Linked DNA regions of Sus scrofa: regions 2, 3, 4, 5 and 6 are each linked to region 1. A link is a contact called in public Hi-C and HiChIP or PLAC-seq data. All regions are on one chromosome and are shown on one strand. Each heading gives the region's core, a stretch centred on a gene start, on an enhancer-like site or on the middle of the called end of the contact. The rest is flanking DNA. Distances are from core to core; before and after follow the strand shown. Region 1 has its middle 15 kb from the start of SPRY2. Region 2 has its middle 210 kb from the start of NDFIP2. Region 3 has its middle 250 kb from the start of NDFIP2. Region 4 overlaps LOC110255835 (a long non-coding RNA gene). Region 5 has its middle 320 kb from the start of NDFIP2. Region 6 overlaps LOC110255835 (a long non-coding RNA gene).

Region 1 (3,905 bases), core at 519-3,018:
GTATTACAATTTTATTTCTAAATTATACCCCAATAAAGCTGGAAAAAACTAATTAAGAATTTGTGGGGATATAGCCAGGGATTAGATCTGAGCTGCAGTTGTGACCTATGCTGTAGCTACGGCAATGTGGGATCTTTAACCCATTGTCCTGGTCCGGGGATCAAACCTACGTCCTCCTGGCACTGCAGAGATGCTGCCAATCCCATTGAGCTACAGCGGGAACACTTAAATTCATGTACATTCTTAAAACACAAGGCCAAAATAATGATGATGATGATGATAAAATCCCCCTGAGGTCTACGTTCAGGTTAGTTTTGGAAATGCTCCAAGAGTGTGTTCATTCTCCTTTGCCTTTGTTGGGGACTCAGGTGGAAACAGATGGGAAGTACTGGAGAGTCTCCGCACCTCAGTTTTCCCATTGGTCAGAAGAGGATGGTTGTCAGAGTGATATGAGATAATGGATTTTAATGACACAATGATGGTAGTTAGTGCCTCAATTTTAAGGAATGTTTGTTGAATCAGTTTGTGACTTAGGACTTAGAGCTAAGTAGACCCCTGGCCCAGAATCTGAACTTCGACCTTGGACCTCAGTATCTCTAAGTGCTTCCTAAGGCCACGAGGGCTAGTAGACTCAACAGAGATAGAACTAGAATCCTACTGCCTGCTAATTTATTTTTGCTGAATTCTTCCGAAATTAGTATGTGTTAACTTTTACTTGACATGCTTTAGCAAAAAGACATAGTAAACATTTTCTAATAATGATTGAAACATTCTTCATGTATGGAGTTACATTGTTTTTTTTTAAAGCAGCTTGTATCATTCTGTATTATATTAAAATGTGCAACATTGTTATTCTGGATTATTTTCTATACTCTAATGTATAAAATTGTGCCTTAAGAAATTCAATGTGATACTTTTAATTTCTTAATTTAAAAAACCAGACTACAATTGTATTGTTTTAACAAGAGAATAAACATTTGTAATACTTATCTATATAGTTAAATTAGGCCAGAAATTGACATTTGTGCAATTTCTCCCCCTTGGAAGCAGCAGGTATATAAAATTATTATACATTGTGTTTACGCTGCATATACATAAAATTGACGAGAGACCTGAAAGTAAAGCAAGCTCTTTGGAACCTAGACTGGATTGCCAAGCTGAGTACCCCTGCAAAACAAACTCTCTTTGTCTGAACCTGTGAAAGGTACCAAAAGAGAGTGAGAACCAGTTTTACTTTTTTTTTTTAACTTTTTTTCTGTTTTTGTAGGAGAACCAGCAGTGGAAGAAAAGATCACTTCCTCTGTCGACCCTTTATGGGTTTCGGATTCTGTAAACTCTGCCATGTAACTTGATCCCAACGCTAATGAAATCCTGTTAGACTCTCCCTGCCCTCCTTCCCGCTTCCATCTTTCGGAGGGTCTCACCTTTTAAAACCTCGCTTTGGATTTGCAGACCTGTGTAATCCTCCTGCCATTGTTTGGCTTTTTACCCGGGCACTTTTCACCTACATCCTCTCTGCCCTCATTTGGCAGTCGGTTGGGCTTCTTCCTGCCTTGAATACCGCATTCCCGAGTTATTCAAGCTCAGTCATTAGCACCCTGTCCCCCTACGAAAATTATGAATGAAAAGCCTTGTTGTTCTTTACAAATAACTCAGGCTTCCTCAGTCAGTCAAATGCGAATGGAAGTGACTGCCGGACAAAGGGGCGGGATGATGGACAGTCCTCACAGCGAGTCATCAATGCGCACAGGAAGTTTTTCAAGCCACAGTCTAGGTGGAGAGGGCTGGGCGTTCCCGGAGGACGTGCCTACAGAAGGGGCGGCGGGGGGTGGGGTGCGTGCTCTTTGTGTGCGTTGGGATCTTACCGAAAAAACAAACGCGAGCACCAGAGAGAGCAATGCAGGCAGCCCCTCTTGCCCACGCCAGAACTTAAAACTCCGTCCGTGGAGACATCCACCTTGCAGGCACTCTGGTTGGCGCTGACACACACAGACAAAAGCGAAGGCACCGACCCTTTACTGGGTTTTGAATGCTGAACGGGGCCAAGAGTGGGTTACGGACTGGGAGCTGCAGGGCGTCCCGCTGGGAAGTTGCATTGTCCTGGGCCCCTTTTTCACAACAGGGGAAAAGGTAATTGACAGCCCGATTGTTTGGTCGGGACCCCTGCTGTTTTAAAATCCTGGAAGGCCCCAGTCACACGTTGTCAATAATAGCCGTTGGAGGTGCGGAGTGAAGGACTGTTCAGGAAACAGTTTGAGCCCTTCAAGTGGACAGGCCTCAGTGACTTTTCTTGCACTCTGGCTGCCACAAGCAGCTCATTCAAAAATAACCTTCAAGTAATAAATCAAACTTGTTTCCTGAACTATACAAGGAACAGCTGGTTATTTTTCCTCACTTTTTTTTTTTTTTTTTTCAAAGAAAGGGGGAAAAAAAAGAGAGGAGATTTTTTACTACAGGAAATCAAGCATGTCAAAATTTGGCAAAGCAATTTGGATGATTTAGCAGCTAAACACTTCTCTTTTTAATGTTATGCTTTCATCGGTCTTTTGATTTCAGCTTTTCATTTTTGCATTCTGTTTGCTGCAGTGACTGTCCCTTGTCTGTGCTCTCCTCCCCTTTGAAAGGAAAACGGGTTTAGTGGCGTGTCATTAGAAGAGCTTTGGTGTAATTTCTCATGTCTTGGTGCAGGGGCTCAGCTTATTACACAGCTAAAGTGTGTTCTCTTCCACAGAGAGAGTTTAGATTTAGACCTATAGCTCCATGTATCTGCTCCTCGTGAGAGCTATATATTTTGGCATTCTGATGACAAGGCAGTTTTTCTTCAGTCTGCTGATTTAGGAACCCCAAGCTAGTGCATGTGTCATAACTGAAGTAGTCTGGTATTTTAAAGAAGTTTATTTTGGGCTTTTGGGTTTTTTTTTAAATGCCTTTTTTTGCGCCTGTCTTTGTGTTCTCTTTGTGTGTGTCTTTTCCTCCTTGAATATTCTGGAAAAATCTGCCAACCTCTGATTGACCTTACCAATAATTAAAAATATAAGTATAAATAAATAACACAAAACAATTCCCTTCTATGATGATGGCTGTTGATTTTTATAGATGCTTGGTATTTCAAACAGAAATCCATTCTAAATGAAAATTGTTTTGCGATCTCTCAGTGTGTACCTTAGAGATTAGCTTTTCACAACTTGTGGACACTTAGAATTTTAAAAAATCTGTATTTGAAGGTCTGTCAGATTTTAATGAAGGTCTCTTTCAATCAATTTAAGTATAATTAAACAGTAATGTTAAGATTAGATATTAAGATTAGGTAAAACATCTTTTTTGTTACAGGATATTTTGACGACTCTATAGTCAATGAAAAAAGATGTTGATTATAATTTAGCATTATATGAGAAGTTATAAATTATGCTTTGGGATTTTAGTTGTATATGTACAATAAATTTATTTTTCTCCTTTATTTTGTTGACAAGATTATTCATTTGTAATAAAGCACTTGTAATGAAAGGTATGTTTATAGGAGGATAATAATGAAATTTAATTTATAGTAGAATTAGATCACTGTGGGCTTCTTTTCTATTTCTGTTCTTTTCTTTTCCTATTTCTTTTCCTTTGTAGTTGCAGTAAATGACAATGCCATAATAGCACAAAGAAACCCATCTTCGTGCTACACGATTAAACTTACACACTTTGTACATATACAGATATCTCCCCTGATACAAGTGTGAGTTCAGCAGTGGGTGTGGTTTCTATAGAAATGTTTCTTCCATATATGGCTGATATTCATACTGAACCTGTTTTTGATGTAACATTTCTTTACTTTCAGCATTAAAGCTTCGAACATGTGATACGTGACTGGATGGAGTTCCTGGAGAGCTGTATTAACATGTTTCAGAGTTGAATTCTGA
Region 2 (3,905 bases), core at 836-3,335, 470 kb before region 1:
TGTAAGCATCGTCTAGAAGATAGGAAAGGCAAGGGAAGAGATTTCCCCCTAGAGCCTCTAGCAGAAACCTAGCCAGTTGACACCTTGCTTTTAGCCCAATGAGCCTTCTAACCTCAACAACTTTAAGGTAATACATTTGTGTTGACTTAAGCCAATAAGTTTGTGGTCATTTGTTACAGCAGCCATAGAAAACTACTATGAAGCCTTAAGACTGGATGACATACCTAGAGAATGAGTGATAGATGATAAATATCTTTGGAATATTCCTGTCCTTTATCTACGTTCCTTTTGCCTTTGCTGGTACGAAGCCACATGGGTTCGATTCATTCCTCACTGCCAGTCATTCCCTGCCCTGTTAGGATGAGGACAGAGCTAGCTTTGCGTGCCATGGCCTTTTGGCCTTATGCCTGAAGGCTTGTCTGTACTTGATCTCCGGGGTTTGGAATTGCTCTGCGTCTTGGTCACCAAGTCCACCATTTGATCCCCAACTGCCTGGGTATTTTTATAGCTTCTGGCAACTTTGCTTTTGTTCTTTGTCACTGCAGTCCCTCAACTTTTTTTTTTTTTTTTTTGTGGCCACACCTCCGCATGTGGAATCGAACCTGCACCGCAGTTGGGACCTGCACCACAGCTCTGTGGGCAAAGGTGGATCCTTAAACTGCTGTGCCCCAAGGGAACTTCCTCAACTTCTGGAGGGTTAGTTGCTGACGTGTTTCGGAGCTTGGCTATGCTCCTCTTTGCTTCACCTGCCTGGTTTGAGATTCGTTCTTCTACCCAACATCAGATATTAACTTTCGGGAAGCCACTGTTTCATTTGGTCAGCACAACACATGCACAGGTGGTTATAAAATGCAGGCAATAAGATTTAGAGAGTCAGACAGTGTGTTCGGGGTTCCCGCTGGCAGCGCTGGCTTGGAAAGCAGATGGGTTTGCTGGAAAAGGCCACCTTCTCTGCTTCCTGGACTCTCTTGACTGCACCACCTCGTGAATGTTGACTTGCCTCTGACCACCCATCTCCCTTGGCTAAATGGAAGATGATTTAATGCCTCCTTTGCCCGTCCTAACCCAGACCCCTTGCTGCTCCTATTTTGGCAGACATACATGCTTCAGCGACTACCCACCTCTACCTACATTTGTAAATGTTTTATCAACAGGTAGACATCTTAGCAAAATACATTCAGAACACCAGAATTGGTATCAATTCTCTTTTCGACAGTTCATTCAGTAGTAAAATTCAGCTCCTTCTTTTGCCAGTGGAATTGCTGGTGGGGTGGGAGTGGGGGCCTCATGGTAGCAGAATAACTAAAACCCTTCAATCCCTTGCTGGGAACTTGTACAACCTCTCTTAAAAACAAATCCAAAGAAAAATCTATACCACTAAGAATGTTAGAGCTTCAAAATATTGCCAAGCTACCTAGGACAATTATTTCTGTAAATGATTCCATTCATCATAACTTGTTTTACCCTGGATCAAAGGCCTGCTAAAAATAAAAACCCAAGGGGGGAGGTCTTAAGCCAGGGAATCAGCAATACAGTCACCCTCACATCCCCCGGGGGTGGGGTGGGGGTGGTTTGAGTTGCAAAAGACCAAATGTGAAACTTCTATAATAAAAGGTAGCAGCAGAATTGTTATTTTTACTCCACGTTTACATAACTTGAGAATTCTCAGTCTCCAATCTAGGCTGCTAAGCGTGGCTGGGCTTCAAGGAGAGCCTGCCCATGTCAGCATTCTGATGGGGTTGAATCATGTCCCTGGAGGTCCTTTCTCCTTTTCTCAAAGAGCCACTGCTGACCTACTAAGAGGCTGGGGACACAGGCAGGCTCCACAGAAAGCAGGGAACTACTCAGAGCTCTTGGGGGACAGGATCTGTGGAGGTGTACACAGCCCCTCCAGCCCCTGTGCTGGGGTCTAGGCAGCCTCCCAACACCAGCCCCAGCACGTTGGTGCAGCAGTTTGAAAAGTGATCTTGGGGCCCTTTGCTGGGTCAGCAATGCCTCCACGTGGCTGGTGTTGGGGGGCCGCCTAGACCCCAGCACAGGGGCTGGAGGGGCTGTGTACACCTCCTCACACCACCTCTGCCACGAGGACACACAAAGATGAATGGCCAGCCCCAAGGGCAGGGCCGCTCCTCTCTGCGAGCTGCACACAGAGCGCTTTGTGCCCCCACGATTGCAATACTTCCCCTCCGCCCGGGGCCAGCTGGCTTCTCCGGGGCTGCGGAAAGTAACGCTTGTTTCGGAATTGGTTGGAGTTCAATCTCAATTATGTCTGGAAACAACACACGTTCCTTTCCCCCCCTTCTGTATGACTGCAGTGTTAATTTCCAAGTAAATTTGTGCAAGTCGCTTTCAAGTTGAACGAGCCACACAACGTTGACATTTATTGGGCACTGCCTTTGCAGCCTTCCTGGCAGCGCGGCCACGAGGTGTTGCCCCTGCGCCGGGGGCTGGGAGGCTCACTCTTTCCAGCCTTCACGTACCACCCTAGAGCGAGGCTGCAAGAGATTATTTGGACAGGATCACGTTCAAATCTGCCTCTCCTCCACCCACACAAAGCCTAATTTCAACTTTTCCCCCAGTGGTAGAAAGCTGGAGCCCTAGACCAAGTCCAGGAGAGAGAGAGAGCGAAGAGAGATGATATAATTTAATTTGTTTGCCATTAAAAAGTCACTTTTATTATGTGCACGGCTGGCTGCCTCCTTAGACTTTCATTAGGTAGCGTATTCACCAGCAGTAAAAGAAAAGTAATCTGGCTCTGGCATTTTAAGTTCTACCTTTACGGCTTTTTTTTTTTTTTTTTTTTTTAAAGTCAGTATTTCAGCTAATCATGTTTCTGAGGTCCTTCATGTGCTTCCCATACTTTATTTAGACCTTGATCTGATGAAGAAATGAATATTATGCTTAAAAAAAAAAAAAAGATTTTACCGCACACAACAGTTTTCGTGGGGAGGTGCACCTGTTTTCAGTATCTGCACATACTCAGCCGGGGTGTGTTGCTGAGTCTGCCTCTGCAGCTGTTGTTTTGCCATAAAAAAAATACTACTGTTTTCATGTAGGTTTAAGCCCTGTGAACTCTGTAACTTGGACTTAAGGGGAGGCATGATACTCTGTCTGGACTGCTGATAATAGCTCAGATAAAGATCTCACACTGCCCCTCACACAGCAGCATTTATACTAATGGGAGGAAGTCTCGCAAACAATATTCAGTCCTGCAGACAGCAGATGTGGACCATGCAAAATTAATGATTAACTGCGTGCCAGTGTGTTTGTCAGGGAACAGTACTGCTCTTTAAGGGGCTTACATAGTCTACGAAAGAAATTAGCTCATGAGAGGGACTCGTAAGGATAAAAGAAAAAACTTTTAAGTAGAGGCTTGACATATCCTGCTTTTCTCACAGGGCAAAAAGTTAAACATAATGGTCCCCTTTTTATAGTGCGAAGTTCTGACTCTGAAGTTGGGGCAGCTCATCCACTTGTTAAAACAAGACATGAACATTCTTGTTATTCCTTCCAGGGGGAAAGGGATGGTGTGCACTCAAACTGAACTCTAAATGTACCAGAAAAAAGGGAGAAATTATCCAACAATTACCCGAGACATGGGAGACCGTGAAACCAAAAATAATTAGGAAAGTGACAGCAGAGTAGTAAGACTAGGGGTTCACAATTCATTATCCCTTTGGTCTAAACAGTCTTTAAAATACCCAGAGGGCTTTTCTTGTGGCACAGTGGGTTAAGGATCTGGGGTTGTGGCACTGGTTCGATACTGGGCTTGGGAAGTTTCCTGTGCCCCAAGTGGCCAAAAAAAAAAAAAAAAAAGAAAAAGAAAAAGAAAAAAAAAGACCCCCCCCAAATACCTGACTTGTAAAATGCCCAGGAAGTGTCATCAAAGTTCATAGGTAAAAGTA
Region 3 (3,905 bases), core at 699-3,198, 430 kb before region 1:
CAGAAGCATATGCTCTGCTGATTCTAAGCAAGGACCTTTTCCAGACCTGACCCTTTTCCCTCCTCAGTTCTCCAGGCATTCTGATCCTGTCCTGGAGTGCCTTCAGGATACACAGCCCTGAGATGCTTTTTAAATTATGAAATATAAATATAACATAACCCTCAGTCACCTCTAGGCTAAATCTAATGGAAATACAGGCTCCATCATTTTACTGCATTTTTCTTTAGGATCTGGGTTATTTATTAATAATGTACCCCCATACCCTACCACAAATATACACATGTATACGCAACACACACTCACAGATGCATGCAGATACAGCACTGGATATTCTGGATTGGTCAGTTTCTTCTTTTTTTTTTTTTTTCTTTTTATCAGACAGTACCTGATAGGTCAGAGCAATGCAGCCAAAACCAGCCCAACCAGGGAGGCAATTTGGCACAATAACAAGTGCAAGCTCAGTAAAGAGTGTTCTTTTAAAATTTATCTATCAATTATGGCCTTGGGTAGTTGATATAAACTCTCCACAACTTAAGGTCCTAATGAGTAAAAAAAGGTTTCATAGAATTACTCACAGTATTATCTATCTACCTATCTATTTACATTTTAATACATACCTTTAAAAAAAGTGTCTATCTAGCTTGGTACCTGCATCCAATAAAGGGGATTACTGTTTCTCTTCTCATATGGGCTAAAGACCTCCTTATAAAAATTGAAGCCTAAAATCAATTTGTGGCTATTTAAAAAACTGTAGTACTTTGAAGAATGCATCTCTCCCCCTCTGTTTGTTTCCTGGGAGAGCTAGTCTTCTTTGCAGTTACAAATGCCATCAGGATAATACATAGGTACAGCCTTTGCATTGTGGTGTTCAGATAGCTCTGGTGAATTGTTAGCTGATTTATAAGACTGTTGAAAAAAAAGGGAGATGCAAGAATATTTCTCTATCTCTGCTGGTTCAAGTTACACATTCCCATTTCAAAACTGGTGTCATTCATTCTGAACGGTCTCAAACAACCCTAAAGCAGAGGATCCATCTTTGATCTATTTAGCATGGACTATTTGCTTTCCTTATGAGTCTGATTTTTGAGTCAATGCCCTTAAAAGAATAATAATATTTTCTTCAACACTATCTTTAGACCTTTCCCAGTTAGATGCTTTCAAGTATCTTTTTCTTTCCCTTCTGGCTTCTCCCAGCTGTTGAAGCTGTCTTAGGATGCTGCCAACTTCCATGGCCCCCTTGAGAAACCATCTCATAGACGGGTTGGGATGGGGGTTGGAGGCTGGGGGTGGGCAGATAGTTTCCTCCTGAGATAAAGGTGATACGACCCACATCCATGCCTGGGTATCTTTTCCCTCACACGTAGCTGTTAATTCTGCTTTTGAAAGTCAGGTTTTAAAAGAAAGAGAAAAAAAAGAAAAGAAAAGAAAAGAAATGCTCTTGCTGAAGGACTGCGGAGAAGGGAGCAGGAGTGGTTGCTCTGAGCTTTGAAACATGCACGCGTGTGTGTGACACACACACACACACACACACACACACACACACACACGGACAAAAGGATAAGTTGAAAAAGAATGCAGCAACCCCTGCTTGTCTAACAGTCTGGTCAGCCCCACAGATGAGGAAGTGCTGCTTTGTTCCAAGCCAAAGCCTTGTTTTCTTGTTCATTGTCTTTCAGGGTAAAATCCGGGGGTGGGGGGTGGGGCATTCACCTGTCTGATGCAAAGTTAAACTGCTGGCTTTAATGTGACTGCATGGGAACTCGGGTTTATTAATGAATACAACATACCCTCTTTGATTTGAAAGCTTTCACCCCGCTGAAAAGATTCAAAAGGCATCGCTTCCTGCACCAGAGGCATTCCTTTATCCGTCTCAGTGGTTCTCCCCTACCCAGCTGCTATATCTCATTAACAAGCATTTGACCACTGCAGCAGGCCTGGGAGTGTTGACACTTGAAAGGCCCAGGCAGGCGTGGGCAGGCCATCAGCTATGGCAACAGGAAACTGCCCCGGAGACAACACTGAGAAAACAGCAGCTGCAAAAGCCAAAGTCAGAACAGACATAAAGGATTGCCTATCTCCACATCGGGCTGGGGTATCGGTGCGTGCCTGTGGGTCTGAATTCACACGTCTATTTACTCTCTTTATGGGATATAAGGTTCGCTACCGACATGGATCAGACTCTAGACTTGTTGACAACCCAGAATGATTTTTGGACTTGAAGGCTCTTGAATCCTTAGGTTTGAAAAACCTTATTCTCTTCAATAATGTGCCTTCCTATTTATACACATGAGAACATTCACCAGAGGCCTTAAACTTGATATACACACTCACTGGAAGAAGTCGTATGTACAATAAAAATGTGCCTGCCTGAATCCGTGTCCGCTTTTCATGCTACCGTATTATTTTTCAGAAACAAGTCAACCTGTAAAACTGTCCCATAAATATGTAAGATTATTCTGAGCGTCTTTGGTTTAGGAATCAAACTGTGATGGTTTCATGTAGAATATTTAAGAACAAAACAGTCATTTCAGTTGTGTAAAGACAGCTCATAAAATGAAGTGGGATATTCCACATATGTTCTTATTGATTACAGTAATTTTAAATGTCTATTTTAATCAAATTTATTTGCCATTCATTGAAATGTAGGCTATAGAGGACCATGCCCCTACATTGACTGCGAAATGTTATCACTGTATTTATCAGAGGAGCTCAAAGTACAGATGTCAATTAGAGTGTCTCAGGCAGTGGTTGGATGTCTCCAAATCTTGAGTGTCTGTGTTCAAGCTTATAAGTGTATTTTTTGAGGATAGGTAAGCAGTGGTTCAAAATCAGTTTTTCATTCATAAAGAAAATGAAGTCACTTCATGTTAAAGAAAGAAACTAAATGAAAAAAGATGCTAATGTTACAAGTGAGGTTAGTTGACTGCCACTCAAAGAATACTGAATTTTTTTGCTGTCATCCTCTGTACATTAGACTCATAATTATTATACTACCTGTACTAATACTTTTTTCTTTTCAATAATTTAGATTTATTTACATTTGTCTATCACTCATCATAAAACTACGCTGAATGATTCAGGTTGTTACTCTAAAATGGTTAATTAGATAAAATGCATGTAAACTTATTTTAAAATTGTTGCCAATTAACTCCTTTCTTGTCAGAAAATGTCTCTTGAATACACTGAATTTTCCAGTTCTACCTTCTCCACATTTTTTTTTTTTCCTTTCACTTTTCACGTTCCAGAGAAAGAGAAAAATATACCAACCACCCCTGAAAGTTTATGTTCTTGACGATACGGTAGAGATAGAAACTTCCTCCTGAGGGCCATTCAGACATTTCCATTTGGCTTGGTTTTTCCATCACAGTTGTGCTGGGTCACGCTCATGTCTGATGGGCAGGAAGATGCCCAGGCTCTAGAAACAGACGCCTTGGGAGCAGCTTCCCATTCTGCCACCTAACAGCAAGGCAGACCTCGATTAAGTAACTTAAGTTTTTTTATGCCTCACTAAGACTTACTAGTCTGTTAAATAGGGGTGAATTAATAGTCCTTAGTTCATAGGGTATTGAGAGGATTATATGGGTTTGTACACACATAAGCACTTCAACAACGCCTATCACATACTGAGCCTCAGTCGCACACTGAGGACTCAATGCATGTTACCCATTAGTGTTAATATCAACACTTTCCCTACCATCTCATACTCTCCCCCTCTACACTGCTCTATGTTGCCGCAGAGTTTACTGTAGCTTATGTTGTCATATGTGTGTGTTGATTTATTTATTTTATAAAACCCTTCCCATATCTTTCCCCACTCTAAGACACACACATGTAAAATAAGCTCTGTGAAACCATGAGTGTTATGTCTTATCTGCAGTTTATTCTCTTGAGTCTAGTATAGTTTT
Region 4 (3,905 bases), core at 574-3,073, 430 kb after region 1:
TAAGTAAAGTTTAAAAGTTACCATGTTATAAAAGGTTGGAAAACATAGGCAGTTGTAATTCTGAGGAGAAAATGGTAGAGCAGTATGACAGCCTTTTGCAAAATGTCCCTGCTTTCCCATTTTTCTTCTTCCATCTCTCTATTTTTCATAATCTCTTTTTTCTTCTTTCTCTCTATTTCTTGCTTTCTCTTTTTCTATCCTCTAAGTTGTCTGTCCTTTAGTGTATGTATGTGTATGTGTGTATATATGAATATATTTATTTTAACCAGCAATGCAACTTTTTCCAAGGTCATAGCTACCAGCATCTGGTATTCTTCATAAAAGTGGGATCAGTAAAAAATATTTGCATGGAAAGGAAGAGCAGCGATTCCCCAGGCTCTGTGCAACAGCTGACGCTTCTTCCACCTGGTGTTGAGCAAGATCCCTAGGGGGCAATGACAGGAAAGAGACCCGCAGTGCAAACTCCTAGATGCTTTAAGATCTGTCACTTTAGGGCCAAGCCTTCTCACACCTGGGTGATGAATGGACTTTCCATTTACAATTAGATAAGAAAGAAACTTTGTCATGTATTATTTTCAGGAGGAGAAGTTGGGGGGATGTTTTAATAGCTGGAAAAGAGGATAAATTAGTTTCAGAATGGGCCGTTGCACCTGACATTGCTGTGTTTTCAGATTAAAATGAGGTTTATTTTTGCCAAGGAGCAGTACTCCTAGAGTCTCACTTTGTTTAGTATTTTTTTAAAATTTAATATCACATTATAGGTATTAAAAGTACATTTCACTTTGCTAAAAAAGTACATTTCACTTTGCATATTAATGACTAATAAGACATTTTAAAGAACCTCCCTCTTCTGTGTTTCTAGAGAAGAGATTTATGTGAAGTAGGTATCTGTCTGGATTTAGATACAGGACAGGCTTGATCTGTTGTGTTTACCCAACACAATGAACAGAGATGCTTACTGGGACATGAGCAACTGAAATAGCAAATACGATTAGATCAGAATGAGAGAAAGTCTCCAGATTGAAAAATAAATCAGTATCATATGGTATTGGGTGACTTATTCTTAAAATTATACTTACAATGCTATGATTTGTTTGCGGGCCCTATTTATCCACCATGTAACTATACTACCCATTTATTTCTTTGTGTGTGTGTGTTCTGATCCCTGAGAGAGGTTTTAGGATTGTCACCAATACATATATTTATACACACACACACACACACACATATGTATGTGGCTGTTTTGTGCATATGCATTTGCCTTAGAAATTAGGTCTAACTAAGATTTCCACTAATCATGAGTAAAATAGAAAGTACTTAAGTCATTTGTATAGACTTAATTTTCAGGCCATTCCCATTACATTATAGAGAACAACAGAAGAAAGAAAGAGATTTTTCATAGAACTAAGCAGAATAAGGCTCTCTACTTGGAAATACACAGGGAGTCTTTTCAGTTTGAGGCCACAAAACCAGTGCAGAAGAAAGGCTACGGTTGAGGGGAAGGGTCAATGGCAATGCGTGCCAGCAGCGTCAACATGGAGAAAGAGTTTGTATGAAAACATCCAATACGGCTGCTGTCACAATGACCTGAGATGAAACCAGTGATGATAATGCAAAGAACCAGAGATAGGAGGGGTCACTTGTGTGAGGCAGCAAGAAAAAGCCAGCTCTGACTCCTCACTCGTGATTGTCTCGTGTTATAAATCCCCAGGTTTTCAACCTCCTTTTGTGAGACACTCTTTATGCATGAAAAGAAGTCTCTCTATCGTAATAACCTGAGTAACATCATCGTCTTAATTGGCTGGTGCATCTTGTCTTGAGCCTCAGTGCTGAATTTCTATCACTGTCATAAGCAACAGTCTGGGATGAAGACAAAATGCCATTTGAGATGCTGTATTTTTCAACCGGTATTTTGGATGTGGAATATACTTTTTAAAAGTAGTGGATATTTTAAATATTTTTAGGGACCGATACATACATGTTTACCACAAGAAGGGAGAGGAGACTTGTTCTTCAGTCAATGACATACGTGGTCAAGGCTTAATAGTACTCAGGAATGAGTTATGTGACTCACCGGTTATATGACTCACTGGTAGCATAACCTTGAGAAATTACTTTGTCTTACAAGCCTTCGTTTCCATACCTTTCTTGTTTCCTATCTAGTGGGGTTTTATTGTGAAAATTCAAATAAATAATATGAGTGGCCCTTAAATCTACGGTAGGATTGGCTGTTTTTATACAATCTATCCTTTTATTAAAGTTCTAAAATCATTATTTCTGGTTCCATCCAAGAGGATTTAGATAATGGGGATGCCAGAAAGACTTCATTAGAGTATCACTGCTCTGAATTCCTGTTATAACCCTAAGGACATTGATTATAGGAAAATCTACTTTACCCCATTTATTTGAGGAATAAGTAAACATCTATTGTGTTCTAGGAATATTATTTCCAAGCAATGATTGGATAAAGGCAGATTGATTTTTGCTTTTGTTTTATGATCATTATTCCATTTGGGTAGAAGCTATAAAGAACATCATTAGCAAAAAACAACCAACCTGTTTTTCAGATGAGTCTAAGCGCATCAAAAATATAGTTCGGCAAATGAATATATGATTGTACAGATTAGATCTTGCCAACAATTGTAAGTGCTCACAGGGGTTAGTAAGTTGGCCCTGTCTCTGTTATAGCTTATAGAGTTCTCTGGACTGGCAACAGCCTCCTGTAGTCAATTATACATTCACGATTAAGAATGAAAATTACAATTCTTTTCTAAAACAGAGACCACAGCATACCTAGAAAATAAACTATAGAGCCCAAATGAGGTTCACTGTTTTAATGAATGCTAGCAAAGTGCTATGAGTAGGAAATTCAAATTGATTAGATATGTGCTAAAAATGTTTCTAGCAAAAAAGAAAAAAAGTTTGCTAGAAACTACCATACCTTTCATTTCAGAGTGAGTGACTTACTGCGCTATGTTGTAAATTATACGTGCCTCTCTTTGTCATTTATAGCATGAATTATTCTACTTGAGTTCAGAAATGAATGGAGGCTAACTGGATACATAATTGCTATTGCTTCAAAAAATACTATTCAATAAAGTTTTGTGAATTATATTTAAATGAGTCAGTCAGTTTGGGAGTGAAGTTCCTATGCATTTGTAAAATTAAACTATGCATGAACAGTTGAAAATTGTATGCGCTTTTATTAAACGGCTCAACTGTTGAGGTAACCTCCCAATAACTGTCTCATACCCCTTCTCCAAGGAAACCCATCATTTAAGAAAGCCTAGAAAGAGAGGGATAGCCTCTGGGTAGCTCTGTATAGGAGTAGAATTAATTCTGCCAAATGAAATTAGGTAAGGAATTCCTAAAACAAGGCTCACCATAGAGGCTGCCTCTCTTTTGTTTTTATAATTTCAAATCTGAGACTATCAGCAAGAGGAAATAAAATGAAAAATATGATGTTAAATATGTATGTGTAAAATTATTTGTGTATAGCTTCTTCTAGTTTTCTCTTCCTCTTTAAATTATATACAAGCTCTAAGTTAGAGTAAGGACAATAGCTAATGTATATTTTACACTCTGGAAATTCAGCATTGTGCTGAGTGCTGTTAAGAGATTTTATCTCACTTAATATTCTCATTATACTTTACTCTTCAAAGATCTATCTACAGTTACCCCTGAAGGAAACAATCATAGCAAGAATACATTAGAAAAAATTAAGGCAAGTTGTAATTTTTGATATGGTTACTTTAATATCATACTTATCAGGCACAGTAAATTTTCCTATTATTTTTATTTTTCCTGTTTGCTAAGTTATCCTGACCAAAGGACAGAGACCAAAATGAGAGTTCATGGGAAAATATCAATGAACAATGAAACAGTAAAAAAATATAGTCTTACAT
Region 5 (3,905 bases), core at 627-3,126, 360 kb before region 1:
TTAGAATAGGCTCCACCCACCGGTGGGCAGGCATTAGCCCCTCCCATCAGGAAGCCCTACAGCAAGCCCCCATACGACTTCAGCCACAAGGGGGGCAGACACCAGAAGTAAGAAAGGCTAAACTCTATTATCTGTAAAAAGGTCACCACACCAAAAACCTATAAAAATGAAAAGACAGAGAACTATAACTCAGATGAGGGAGAAAGGAAAAACCCAGAAAAACAGCTAAGCCATGAGGAGATTCTCAGCCTCCAGGAGAAGTGATGTATTACCAATGTGGATGAAATCTCCTAGTGCCTCTCCATCTCGGTGTGTCTTTATTGCTCAGAAACAAGCATTTTGTACTTCTTGATTATCATTTTATGAGATACATTTATACCCATTCTTTAAAATTTTTGGTTAATTTTGGCCTTTATACAAGAAGTATCCTATAGAATATATTCTTTGTGACAGTTTTTTCACTCATCTTTGTGATTCTGAAATTCATCCACACTGATGTATGTAGCTGTGAACAATTCTTCACTGCTGCATAATATTCCATTTTTTGGATGACCCACAATAGATTTATCTAGTTTCACAGTCCACAGTATTTAGGTTGTTTTCAGTTTGTTTTCTTTCTTTCTTTCTTTTTTCCCTCATGGCTGTACCTGCAACATATGGAAGTCCCTTAGTCAGGAATTGAATCTACGCTGCAGCTGCAGCAACCCTGGATCCTTTAACTTGCTGCACTGGGCCAGGGATTGAACCTGAACCTCATATGACCTGAGTTTCTGCAGTTGGATTCTTAACCCACTGTGCCACAGTGGAAACTGTTTCCGTTTGTTTTCCATACATCGCTCTTTGTGCACATGTATGAATTCCTGCAAGGTATGAAATTTTCTGCTGTACAGAATTCCACTTTACTACAAATTTATATAGTAGCATAGATCCTTCAAAAACCTGAAATAATTTAGATTTCCATTCACACTGGCCAGCTTGATTTGTTTGCTGTTGTCTTCGAAATGAGATTAAGAAGTTTAGTAAACTCAGAATACAAAAGTGAAGTCTTCTCCAGATCTAGTGACAGAATCAATGGCTATAGCTTCATAGAGTGGGGACTAAGACAGACTAGAAAATTCCAACTCCAAAATCCATTATCCTCTTTTGGTTTTTGAAGAAAGCTTACAAAATAAATGTCTGACAGAGTGGTTGTCCTTCTGTTACCTGTGTTTGTGCGATGTGGCTAGCTTATTGTGGGGGGGTGGTTATATTATGTAATGACGTCACTTTTCTGAGATATAGCATTCTATGTGACAGAGCTACGTTTACTTAAGAGATATAAAGGGAGTCCCCCCCAATTTGATTTCCTGCTCATGAATTAAGTGAGGTTCCAACTTCCCAGCCTCATTCTTCTGATTTAAGATTTAACTTCCCCTTAAAAAGCAACCACAATCTCCCAAAAGTGCATAATAAATAAGCAGATCAATAGTTTAAGCAGAAATGTTCTTAATTCTAGAACCAGAAAGGATTGTGCCCAGGGTTCTCAAGATGGTGATCCTTTGGTGGGAAAAAAATGATGTCCTTGGTGGCACCATCATGACACGGTGACTTTGACAGCCTGTTCTCAGGAGCACGGGTCTACCCAAGCAGGTGACATCACCCCAATGTCAAGTTGGGTCACAGAACCCCCACCCCCCAGTGGGATAAATCTTTCACATTGAAACGGTCTTCCTATAGCCCAGAAGAAGGGTAATGTTTTCCATAATAAGAAAAACAAGTTGTGAAAAATTGGAAAAACAGTCTTGAAGTCATAGTCACAGAGGAAAGAAGTCAGTTCTTGTCACACAGCCGGATGAGGGTTTGGCACACAGCCCCAGTTCCACGGACATTTCTAGCTGCTTTCTTTCGTGACTCAGAGCCTCGACCTAGAATTCACTTGTGTGGGAAAATCCTTCCCAACCTTCCAGGCCTAAAGGGTCAGGGAAAAACAACAACAGCAGCAACCAACGGCTACCATTTTAAGCTGCATGTTTTTAAAAACACTTCTGCAATTTTAAACCACATGATAGTGGAGGAATTTATTTCCCACATAGAAACCTGTGTTGTTCAAAGGAAACGAGGCAGAGTGAAATCAGGTTTTCTTGGCTCCCTTTGTGATTTGCGTCCTAGCTGTGAGTCGTTACTCAATTCCTCGGCTATGCAGGAGCTTGATATCCTGCCTAGGATTCAGAGGACTAGCACACAGCAGTCAGTAGTAAGGCTTTGGTCTCCAAACGCCTGAGTTCATATCCCAGCTCTGTTGCCTTTAGCACGTTCCCAAATCTAGCTGCACCTCAGGTTTTTTTTTTTTTTTTTTTTTAAATATAAAAAATATGAGTGGTCATGCTAGTATTTACCTTGTAGTGTTTTAGTAGACATTAAATAATTTAATATAGCTAAAAATATGAACAGGCTCTTTTTATTTGTATCCGCCTCGACAAATGTTAGTGAGCTTTCTCTTTGCTGGACTCTCTGGCAAGTGCCAGTGACATAAAGATCATGTCGCAGCCAGCGATGTGGTGGGAGACGGGAGATTCCTGAAGAGTAAAAAAATCCATTTGAATTTTATTGGGGGCCATCCTTGTGTCCATATTTCCTGTCTTCATTGAATCTTCAGTCTTCTACAAATAATTTTAAAACATCAGTTTATATTTTCATTTCTACAACTATCCCCTCTGCAACAAGTAAAAAAGAAAACACATCTTCATGATGAGAGTCTTTTACTGTGACATGTCTCACTAGGCTTAACTCAAGGTATCAGCAGGACTGTGTTTCTTGTGGGGCCCCTGAGGGAGGAGGGTCTGGTTTTTGTTTGTTTGTTTTTGCCTTTTCTGGCTTCTGAAGGTTGCCTGCATTCTTTGGCTCATGGCCCCTTGCCCTGTCTGTCTTCAGAGCTGGCAGCTTTATAGCATCTTCCAATCTCTCTCCTATGCTGGCATTCTTGCCTCCCTATTTTAAGGCCCCTGTGGTGACACTGGGCCCATCTGGATAATGAAGGGTATGAGTCCCACCTGAATATTCTTCTTCTTTTTTTTTTTTTGCTTTTTTTAGGCCCTTACCCACGGCATATGGGGGTTCCCAGGCTAGGGGTTGAATAGGAGCTGCAGCTGCTGGCTTACATCATGGCCACGGCAACGCCAGATCCTTCAACCCACTGAGTGAGGCTGGGGTTCGAGCCTGCATCCTCATGGATGCTAGTCAGGTTCGTTACCATGAAGCCATGAAGGAAACTCCCCCATCTCATAATCACATCTGTCATGTCCCTTTTGCCGTGTAAAGTAGCATACATACAAGTTCAGAGGATTAGAATGTAGACATTTTTGCGGGGGACACTGTTTTGCCTACCAGAGACATTTTGACTGGATAATTTCTAAGTTATTTTATCCCCTTCCATGTTTCTGTTACAAAGGAGGTTTGGAGATCTTACTACTGTTCACATTCTTGCTTCCTCATAAAAGTGCAACCTACTTCATACCCAACGACGACCTTGCAGCCTCCTCCCTGCTCCCCCCCATCACATCTTGGTTCTTACATCATCCTGCTTTCATTCTTGCAAAAGCCCATTGATAACCACCCTCGCCTATGTAGGTCCTTGATTCTCTAACATCATTATTAGAAATCAGCCCGGCTTCTGACTTCAAGTCTTTTCTGTTGTTTAAATTATAAGAACTTAGCCTGATCCGCTGTACCTTTCATGTGTTATTCTTTGCTGAAGTTTTATCTTATCGATTCTACTTATTCACAAATTATGGGACAAATGACTGAGCCCCCCCCTTCCCATCTGCCCCCCCCTTCTCCATACTTTAAGGGTAGTTGGATCTAGGGAAATCTCAAGGATTATAAAACTCTGGACCTTTTATCTGGAATAATCGAGTGGGTTTTAGGAT
Region 6 (3,905 bases), core at 780-3,279, 330 kb after region 1:
ATCATATTGCAAATATACGTGTGCAGAATCAACACCTTGTACCCCTTATACTCAGTGTTATATGTCAATTATATTTTAATAAAACTGAAAAGATAAAAAAGAGAAGCAAAAAATAAATATGGAGTCTTCTTAGTCCTTCACTTAGAAGTCTCAAATGACTTCCCTTGCCTTTTAGAATAAATGTTGAAGTTTAACATGGCTTAGAAACTCTGGAAGGTTGTATTTCTGCATACTTCCTTTTAAACTACTCTCTACTAGTTCTTCAGTTCCCCACTCTTGTTCTTACACCAAGATACTTCTTTCTGCCTGTGTTCTTGGGCTTCCTCTGTATCCCTAGCATGCATTACTCTTCTTTCAGGTAACTTTCAATGACACCTTTTTACTAGCTCTTCAGAATAACTGTCTCATCGTTATATACAATTTTCATTGCAACTTGTGCACTCCCTTTTTGATATTGATACCACTTGGATTAGTGGCTCTGTGTGTGCCTTCATAGTGCACTTTAAGAATTCAGGAACCTCTTTTTTCTTCTCACAGCTATGTATCCAGATCTGTCACAGAGTAGGGATCAATGCGTATTGTTGCTGATTTAATATCTTTACTATTTCAGGTGTGGGTGACTTGGACTACAAAATGATTACTGAATAGAAATAAGGAACTCCAAGGAAGAGCCGTTTTCTCTGAAATAAGATAAAAACCATGTTTTTATGCTCAATTTTAATTTTGATAGGCCTTTTAGGTGTACATATTGAGAGACAATTAGAATTATGCAGCTAAAAAGCAAAAAAAAAAAGACAACAGGTTAATACCAAACTGACAATAGGTTACAGGGACTTTTATATTGGTAAGAGATAAAGCTCATTGCAGAGATACAAAATTTCTAAAGTGTGAGAATCCACTCTGAGAAACTATGGGAATTAATGAGGTTGCTCAGAGAAAAGACAGCAATAAAGCCAAGGACTTAACTTAAAAAATGGCTACATTTTGGTAAGAGAACGAATATTAATAGCAAGTAAAGAACATGGGAAAGAAGAAGAGATGAGGTTTATATAAAGTTGCAGAAATCAGAGAAGGATGTGGGTAAGTGACAGTAAGAGATACAAGAGCGTTTGAGACTGGAGACTGAAGAAATTGCACTGGGCGAGCATACATTCATTCAACAGTGCTTTTAAGGACAGTTTAAATAGGGGAAAAGTTATATTGAAGAGTTTTAAGAAGTATTTGGACAAGGTAGGTAGGGTAACAATTTTCTCAAGGATACTGGTCAAAAGTTAGGGCATGGGGTTTTAGCTTAAAACGAAGATAGTCTTTTATTTTTCTTTTAAAGAAAAAGAACTTGACCGATGAACTGGATTGAGTTAAAGAATTAAGAAAAAAGAGAGATAATTGAGCAACTAACTTAATAGGAAAGGCATGGAGACAATTATTTACCCTTTTCATCATCATCTTTATCCTCATTATCATCATAAATATTAGGATAGATAGGCTCAGAATGCAGGTTAAGAGTTTCGGCTTTTAAAATAATAATAATAGCTGCAATTTGTTAAATGTTTACTATCTGCCAAAAGTCTGTTAATCATCCTTTACCTCCTTATGAAGTAGAAATTATTATCTCCACTTTAGAGACGATGACATTGACAGTGTGAAACTGAAAAGTTTTTTTGTCAATGTCTTACCATGTCAACATAGAGTATCTAACTTGGTCTGTCTGACTTCAAACCCAAAGCACTCCACCAGAACATGATGCTTCCCTGCAAAGGACACTGTTCCTCAAGTCAGTGCAAAAGCAACGAGGGAGAGAGGTGCAGATTTTTTAAGTAGAAGAGGAGAGCAATGGTGTAAACTTAGGTTGGGATGGTTTCAATTTTCTCAGTAGGAGGTGAGGTTATGTGCAAAGAGGGAGGGAGGAGGGCTGGGATTAGGGACTTGAGCAGAGCGGAAATATTTGGAACAGCTGCGGTGAGGAATGCACCAGGGAGTCAACAAGTGGTAAATAAAAGAACTGCTGAGATACAACGAGAGCCCAGCTGGGGTCAGTTGACTCGGTCACTATTGTTTAGCGACTTGCTTTGGTCTATGAACATGGGAAGAGGCATTGGGCAATAGGGGTTACTGAAATGTGGGCATTGGTAAAGTGGAACTAACAGAAGAATAAAGAAGAGGCAGACTTAGGCAGGTTGTGAGTGCATTATGGACCTGATTAATTTTGTGGGTTTTGGCAGAGTGCAGAGGAAGGGTGTGGCTCACAGCCAAGAAGAGGAGTGAATAGATTAGCTGCTAGAGAGCATGATGAAGATGGAGACAGAAGACCAGATGACATGAAGTGGAAGGATAGAAGTCTGACTGTGGTTTAATGATAATAAAATAATGTTTTAAAAAATGACCGCTACCATTGCATGATTGCTCATCTTGGGCTAAAACAGATATCTGTTTCCATGTTGAATTCTCACACTAACACCATCCATCACTTGCATTATTTTCTCCACTTTATATATGAAGAAAAAGATAAATTAGGTAGCTTGGAGAGGATTTTAATCCTCCTGCTAATGGAAGAGAAGAGATTTGGGGACAGACTCTTGGGCAGCAGAGCCCATGACCTTTTCCAAGGTGCACACTGACTACCATGGGGGCTGCGGTGCCTTTTTGTAACCTATATATTTACTTGGTTTAATTTACTATGGCTCAATAATTTCAATTATTTGGGATCCATTACTAAAAACAGATACAGATTTGCTTATACGTAATTCTCATGAAATCATCCACGTGTACTACTTTATATATTTCATGTCCTATGAAAACGGGCTGGGGAAGGTACACACCTGTTAATTGTTACTAACACCCTTAGACATGTTTTATGGGTCAGGCTGCAGTGCTCTAGAAGAGTTTTAGCTCTTGCAGCTGGACGAAGCTGCACATTTTGAATGCCTGAAATTTGACCTAAATGGTGTTGACATTACAGTGACTGTGAGTGATGGAAAAGGAAACAAAAATCTTGGATTTTTTTCCTCTACGGAGACCTCTTCTCCACAAATTAATAACAACAACAGACTCAGAAAATATCTCTTGAACTAGAGACTGCAGCCAGCAGTACAGCTGCATATTTCCAAGAGGCCCACAGAGACCACTGCCTTTTCGTGTAAATCCTTCCAGTCGTAAAAGTCCCCTTGTTTTGTTAGTGTCTACTCTGCTTTTTATTTTATTTTCAAATTTAATTTCATTATTTTTTCTTTCATTTTATTTTGAAGTTTCAGTGTTAGTGGAAAACATCTCCAATACATGACATGGGTCACTTTAGAAACCTCAAGCTTATCACGCTGTGCCTTAAAATAAATAGAAAGTGGTAAATACAACTGAATGCAACGCATGTATATTGACAAGTCCTTTAATGAGTAAAGTATTGGGTTCCTAGAGAGATTTCAAGGTGATTGAAGTATGGTCTCCGTTCTCATAAATGATATGGTTTAGGAAGATGGATAGACACCAACCTCAAGGATTATGATGTGAATCATTAAATTATTTTGAAAAGCTTTTAAAAAGGTATTTTGGTAATACAGAACAAGACAATAAAACCACGGCTGGTGGATTTGAAAAATGACTGAAATATCACTGAATTCATTATTTTATTTATTTTGCCTTTTTGCTTTCCTTAGGGCCACTCCCTCAGCATATGGAGGTTCCCAGGCTAGGGGTCGAATCGGAGCTGTAGCTGCTGGCCTACGCCAGAGCCACAGCAACACGGGATCCGAGCCGTGTCTGCAACCTACACCACAGCCCACTGCAACGCCGGATCGTTAACCCATTGAGCAAGGCCAGGGGCCGAACCTGCAACTTCATGGTTCCTAGTCGGATTCATTAACCACTGCGCCATGACGGGAACTCCTGAATTCATTATTAAGGGTAAGATG

The links. Hi-C and Micro-C count contacts between places; a contact is called where the count stands out from the background. HiChIP or PLAC-seq counts read pairs in DNA pulled down with a chosen protein or histone mark.
Region 2: a contact with region 1 is called in an H3K27ac HiChIP or PLAC-seq map of skeletal muscle. The contact joins two enhancer-like sites. A contact is called at or near these places in 2 of 5 promoter capture datasets (fetal liver and fetal skeletal muscle), 1 of 47 Hi-C or Micro-C datasets (embryonic fibroblasts) and 1 of 2 datasets of contacts at active chromatin or transcription factors (skeletal muscle).
Region 3: a contact with region 1 is called in a Hi-C map of epiblast stem cells, with 3 times the contacts expected there. The contact joins two enhancer-like sites. A contact is called at or near these places in 3 of 5 promoter capture datasets (fetal liver, fetal skeletal muscle and liver), 14 of 47 Hi-C or Micro-C datasets (brain, embryonic fibroblasts, epiblast stem cells and 8 more) and 1 of 2 datasets of contacts at active chromatin or transcription factors (skeletal muscle).
Region 4: a Hi-C map of embryonic fibroblasts shows a contact between it and region 1, with 4 times the contacts expected there. The contact joins two enhancer-like sites. A contact is called at or near these places in 7 of 47 Hi-C or Micro-C datasets (adipose tissue, brain, embryonic fibroblasts and 3 more) and 1 of 2 datasets of contacts at active chromatin or transcription factors (skeletal muscle).
Region 5: a Hi-C map of embryonic fibroblasts shows a contact between it and region 1, with 2.2 times the contacts expected there. The contact joins two enhancer-like sites. A contact is called at or near these places in 1 of 47 Hi-C or Micro-C datasets (embryonic fibroblasts) and 1 of 2 datasets of contacts at active chromatin or transcription factors (skeletal muscle).
Region 6: a contact with region 1 is called in an H3K27ac HiChIP or PLAC-seq map of skeletal muscle, with 5 times the contacts expected there. The contact joins two enhancer-like sites. A contact is called at or near these places in 2 of 47 Hi-C or Micro-C datasets (epiblast stem cells and fetal skeletal muscle) and 1 of 2 datasets of contacts at active chromatin or transcription factors (skeletal muscle).

Annotation. Positions count from the first base shown.
Region 1 is chr11:52,171,938-52,175,842 of Sscrofa11.1, forward strand. No RefSeq gene overlaps it. Among named protein-coding and RNA genes, the nearest start is that of SPRY2, 15 kb to the left of the region's middle. Within about 2 kb of position 1,769, at least 67 of the 83 cell types and tissues checked have an H3K27ac peak or open chromatin away from gene starts, as enhancers often do. A contact at or near this core is called in embryonic fibroblasts, epiblast stem cells, fetal skeletal muscle and 1 more, where this site is marked.
Region 2 is chr11:51,700,571-51,704,475 of Sscrofa11.1, forward strand. No RefSeq gene overlaps it. Among named protein-coding and RNA genes, the nearest start is that of NDFIP2, 210 kb to the left of the region's middle. Within about 2 kb of position 2,086, at least 25 of the 83 cell types and tissues checked have an H3K27ac peak or open chromatin away from gene starts, as enhancers often do. A contact at or near this core is called in embryonic fibroblasts, fetal skeletal muscle and skeletal muscle, where this site is marked.
Region 3 is chr11:51,745,448-51,749,352 of Sscrofa11.1, forward strand. No RefSeq gene overlaps it. Among named protein-coding and RNA genes, the nearest start is that of NDFIP2, 250 kb to the left of the region's middle. Within about 2 kb of position 1,949, at least 27 of the 83 cell types and tissues checked have an H3K27ac peak or open chromatin away from gene starts, as enhancers often do. A contact at or near this core is called in epiblast stem cells, fetal skeletal muscle and skeletal muscle, where this site is marked.
Region 4 is chr11:52,599,723-52,603,627 of Sscrofa11.1, forward strand. The region is part of intron 2 of LOC110255835 (a long non-coding RNA gene); the gene reads right to left. Among named protein-coding and RNA genes, the nearest start is that of SPRY2, 440 kb to the left of the region's middle. Within about 2 kb of position 1,824, at least 4 of the 83 cell types and tissues checked have an H3K27ac peak or open chromatin away from gene starts, as enhancers often do. A contact at or near this core is called in embryonic fibroblasts, where this site is marked.
Region 5 is chr11:51,811,880-51,815,784 of Sscrofa11.1, forward strand. No RefSeq gene overlaps it. Among named protein-coding and RNA genes, the nearest start is that of NDFIP2, 320 kb to the left of the region's middle. Within about 2 kb of position 1,877, at least 13 of the 83 cell types and tissues checked have an H3K27ac peak or open chromatin away from gene starts, as enhancers often do. A contact at or near this core is called in embryonic fibroblasts and skeletal muscle, where this site is marked.
Region 6 is chr11:52,503,097-52,507,001 of Sscrofa11.1, forward strand. The region is part of intron 2 of LOC110255835 (a long non-coding RNA gene); the gene reads right to left. Among named protein-coding and RNA genes, the nearest start is that of SPRY2, 350 kb to the left of the region's middle. Within about 2 kb of position 2,030, at least 11 of the 83 cell types and tissues checked have an H3K27ac peak or open chromatin away from gene starts, as enhancers often do. A contact at or near this core is called in fetal skeletal muscle and skeletal muscle, where this site is marked.